Regions from separate parts of the Gossypium arboreum genome. Here region 2 is linked to region 1. A link is a contact called in public Hi-C data. All regions are on one chromosome and are shown on one strand. The core of a region is the stretch at or near the end of the contact, and the rest is flanking DNA. Distances in the headings are between cores, read along the strand shown.

What was found. Hi-C and Micro-C count contacts between places; a contact is called where the count stands out from the background.
Region 2: a contact with region 1 is called in a Hi-C map of leaf, with 8 times the contacts expected there. The contact joins the promoter of LOC108484227 here to the promoter of LOC108485989 in region 1. A contact is called at or near these places in 3 of 5 Hi-C or Micro-C datasets (all in leaf).

The regions. Positions count from the first base shown.
Region 1 is chr6:111,099,338-111,101,868 of ASM2569848v2, forward strand. LOC108485989 (glutaredoxin-C6-like) reads right to left here and starts at 1,259. Exons shown (of 1, transcript XM_017789821.2): 1 at 335-1,259. The coding sequence starts at 1,149. The coding sequence ends at 775.
Region 2 is chr6:111,304,269-111,306,799 of ASM2569848v2, forward strand. It overlaps LOC108484227 (mitochondrial carrier protein CoAc1-like), which reads right to left and starts at 1,266. Exons shown (of 7, transcript XM_017787940.2): 1 at 225-1,266. The coding sequence starts at 416.

The DNA of each region.
Region 1 (2,531 bases), core at 9-2,508:
AATATTTCAATCTTATGTGACACAAGATCTCAAGTCACATTTAATAATTAAAATAACGATTTTAATAACGAAAAAACTAACGATAATTTGAATATGTAATAAAAATATTTTAAATTTTGAACAATTTTTCCAAAGCAACTGGAATAAATATGTAATATAATTTACAGCTTATTACCTCCTTAATTTCATCTTTCTTGGTTGGTTCTCAAGTTTCATCTAAGCATGATTTTAATATATATATATATATATATATAAGAAAAATTAATTAATTATTAGTGTAATAGAAATTATTTTGGACCATTTAAGTTTTAAATTTTGAGTTGGAATTTTTATTTTTAATTAAAAATAAAAAAATTGTTGTAAAAAAAATCCCAATCCCCCCAAAAGCCATGTAAGAATCTGAATTCTTAAGGGGGGCATTCTAAAAATAGAAAACCCAAATTTCTTTTTTCATCTATAACCTAACGGCAGCAAATATCAATGGCTCTGATTGCTCAATAATTGGCAATGGACCCCCCATTCCCCTCATTGCCCATTGTTTCTAACTCCACAAAGCTCAAATCCCCCAGAACTCTTACTCATTTGACCAGCAAAGCTAATAGGGAGCGAAAAACAAAAACAAGTCTAATTCCTTCTGCAATACTTGAATTTAAGATTTAAACCCAAAGGAAAAGGAAGCAGAAACTAGTTACTTCTCATTTGGAAGTGGCCTGTCCCAATATTTAAAATAAAAAAACTAGTAAAATTGGTTTATATTATTTATGTGTCTATATATTATACCAAGAGAACGCCAACTTCGACAAGCTTTGGGACGAGGTGACCACTAAGGTGGAGAGCGACGGGGGATTCGAGCCCGCCGACGCAGGTTCCGCCAATGAAGACGGCGGGGGAGAGATTCTGAGAGGAGATGAGAGTATCGTGGGACGGTGATCGAGGGAGGGAAGCGAACTCATGGTCATCGAGTTCGATGACAGTGGGGTGAACCCCGATGGTGACCAACAGCTTTTTCATGACGTGACACATGCAACAAAACGACCTGCTGAAGATGATGAGGGGGTGCTCCGATATCAGCCTCCTGATCCGAGTCTCCGCCGTCTCCTCCTCATCTATGGAAAGGCCGCTGCCGCCGCCTGCGGTGGGGCTACTCATAGTGGTGGATGAAAAGAGAAAGAAGGGTATGATGGTGGGAGTGGATCAAAAGCTTTGCATCCCCAAAAAACAACAGAGGGAGCTTTATTGTGATTATGGTAATGTCGAGTGGCAACAATTTGTTAAATATAAAAACAAGAAAGCTTTTGGGTTTGGGTTGGGGGCAATGCTTGCTTACATCATAAAGTACTGTCTTATATACCATCTCTTTTATGTTGTGGGATCTTGGGTTCTTTTTTTTTTTTTTTTTTGGGCGTGGAGAATTTGGGATTTCTCAAATAAATAATAAAAGCTTTAAAATTTTATTTTCTCTTTCTACTTTGTTTAGTTTAGTAATCTTTGTTAAATGTGATATTAATTAATCAAAAATTATATATGATGTGCTGACAATAATTAGATTTACAATATTATTAATGGATTATGTGAAAGTTAATAGATTTAATTAAGGGTTAAAACTTTTAATATTGAAGTTGCATTTTATTATCGAAATGTAAGATTATTTATATCCACATAATTATAAAAATATAAAATTTATTATAAAATAAAGAGAGATTGAGAGAATAAAGACCAAATAAAATATGAAAGCAATAGAGAATGCACTTTATTGATCAAAACGGATGATTACAATGCTTCATCAGCCTCTCTATTTATAGGCATAAGAAGTATAAAAGAAGTAGAGATCTAATTCTAATGACTACTAGAATTTAAAATACATCAAAACTTTATCTTCATCATGATGGACATTCACTTAATAACATATTCATAACACTCCCCCTTGGATGTCCATTAGTAGATAATGTGCCTCATTAAAACCTTATTAGGAAAAACCCTGTGAGATAAAAACCTTCTATTACAAGCTGCCTTGTTAAAAACCTTTACCAAGAAAACTCAATGGGATAAAACCTTGATTAAAGGAAAAGAGTACAACTTGTTTTTAGACTCCCCCGGATGGCAACATTACATTACATCTTTGACTCGATAGATTCCAATCTTGTTAGTAGTCTTTCAAATGTTGAAGTTGGCAATGCCTTAGTAAAAAGATCTGCTAAATTATTACTAGAACGAATTTGTTGAACATTTATATCACCTCTTTTCTCAAGATCATGGGTGAATAATAATTTTGGTGAAATATGTTTCGTTCTATCACCTTTGATGTAACCACCATTCAATTGAGCTATACAAGCTGCATTATCTTCATATAAGATAGTTGACATCTTTTCTTGTAAAGGCAAATTGCATATTTTCTAGATATGTTGGGTCAATAACCTTAGCCAAATACACTCTCGACTTGTGCCTCACGCATTGCAATTATTTCTGCATGATTTGAAGAAGTAGCAACTAATGTTTGCTTTGTTGAATGCCATGATATGGTAGTATCCCCA
Region 2 (2,531 bases), core at 16-2,515, 200 kb after region 1:
TAACCAAAACCCATGTTGCAGGAAAAATCCATCAGCCAAAATCATCACTTGATTCTAAGAGGACTACTCTAAAATTAGAAAGTAACAACTTTACAAAACCTAAAAGCAAGCAAAACATGTAAGTGAGCATTGCAAAATGCTAAAATAAGAAACACCAATTTCGGGTTAGCATCTATGAATGATGTTAATATATACCAGCAACACGGAAATATCAGGTAGCTCACCTGCAAGAGTATTTTAATCCGTTCTAAAGGTGCAATGGTAGTTTTAGCAAAAGCTCCAGCAGCACCACCAGCTATTAGCTCTTTGACATAAACAGGCAAAGAATCAATGAAGGAAACCTCAGCCCGTGCACTTGAACCATCAACAAGCCCCGCCATATTTGTTGTCAATGTGGAGCCTTGAGGAAAACCCATCTCCAAACAATCCAAACCCAATGTCTCAAACCAAATAATATCACCAATATCTTCCACAATTCAACAAATCTGTCAAATTCCAAATTACCCACCTTGAAGCTTGAAGAACTCTTTATCCCATCTATCTATTGGGATACAAAACGAAAACGATTTCTTTTCAAAGGGTAGTAGGAGTTTCAATGGCCTGAGACCATCTAAATCAAAGCCAGACAGGTTCACAAGCCGATCCTTTCCTTCAACAGAAACAAGATACATCCAAAGATACAAAAAAAAAAAAATCAGCTATAAAAATACTTCTCCCATGAGATCCATACGATAAAAAGCTTCAATACCCTCAATCTAGATTTATGAAAAAGTCGCCTTTAAAGCACCCAAAGGCCAAAGCCACCACTTTAACCCTCAATTACTCCTCAAAAGCCAATCACTTCCGATGTGGGATTAATCCAAAGGCGGTTTAGAAAATAAAGAATCCCAGAAATTATAAATATCAGGAAAAAGAGTTAAATCAAAGGAGAAAAAGCATGTAAATATATATTGGGTAAAAACCAGAATCCAAAAACACCAATTCTCCTAGGATGTTTCCTTTTTGGGTTTTTCTATTTCTTCCTCTTTGTTTTCAAAATCTCGAGTTTATTTCTTTTTGAAACTTCAAAGTTCGAAGGGGCTTGTTTTTTATTTTTTGGGGTTGCAACTTGCAACTTTGAATGGGAACAAGTCCTATGTGCTTTGACTGTAAAGTTGCATTAAGGTCGGTGGATCGTCAAACGAATACTGTGGTGTGGTTTGATGGCTTAATTTACGGCTCAATCTCCTAGGAATTAGTAGAAACAGATCAGCCTGATTTTTCGCATACAACAGCAACCATTTTATGCCTTATTTTTATGAAACTAATAATTAATATTATCGCAATTGAAATTTTTAAATATACGAAACAAAATTTTAAAAATATATAAAATAAACTTGGTGAATTTGGATACACGATTGAGTGTGGAGCAATGTAATATATTTAGTCTATTTTTAATTACATTATAATATTATTATAATATTTAATTTTATTATCATCATTATTTTTACACTAATTATAAATAAATAAATCACCCATCCAAATTAATTGAAAAGAATGATTAAGGATGATTTGTAAACTGTGTTAGAAATTAATTCAGAATGAATTTCTATAACAAAAACAATTCTTATTCCTTTTAACTCTTTATTATTAAAAATGTGTTAGGATAATCTCATCTAAATAAATGATTGATATATGAATTCTTTTATATAATTTAATAAATGAATTAATAATCATCTTATTTATACTTTTTTTCTAATTTTCATGTCAATTTTCTATATGAAATTATCTATTTGGTAATTAAATGGTAATTTATTTATTTTACAATAAAAGCCTATCAATCTTGAAAAATAATTTAGAGAATAAAATAATTTTTAAAGGTAATGTAAATAAAAAATTTGAGAAACAATTGATAATAAAGTAGCTTGTTATTCGGACAAAATGAAACCTTTATTTTAACATTTAACATTCACATTTATGTAAATACTACTAAGTAGATATCTCAAATAATAATGAAAAAATATTTTTCTGATGATGAAAACAAAACTAATTAAATAATGTTAAAATATGGTTTTTTCTAATAATTCTTTAGATATTATTTTGAATGAAAATCACTTGCTAATTCATATATTTATAGTTGTAAATATTAGTTTTAATTGGTATATAACTATAACACTAATTAAGTGAGAATTAATCGAAAATAATAAGAGTAATATGGATCAAAGTCTAATTAAATGATAATAATTATTAAATTGATAATGAAAATATTATTAATAAATAAATAAATTTATAAATTACCATTATATCGATATTATCTTCTTATATATATAATTTTAATCTCACACATTTAATTTTTATTAATTATAAAAATGGATTTTAATATTATTAATTGTTACAAAATTATATTTATTTAAATAAAAAACTTTGAATTTTTTTCAATTTATCCAGTTATATTTAATAATTTTATAGATTTATAATTTCATTAATTAATAATATATTATGTAATTTTTAAGTAGAAGTTTTAAAAAATATAACAAACTTAATTAATTTCA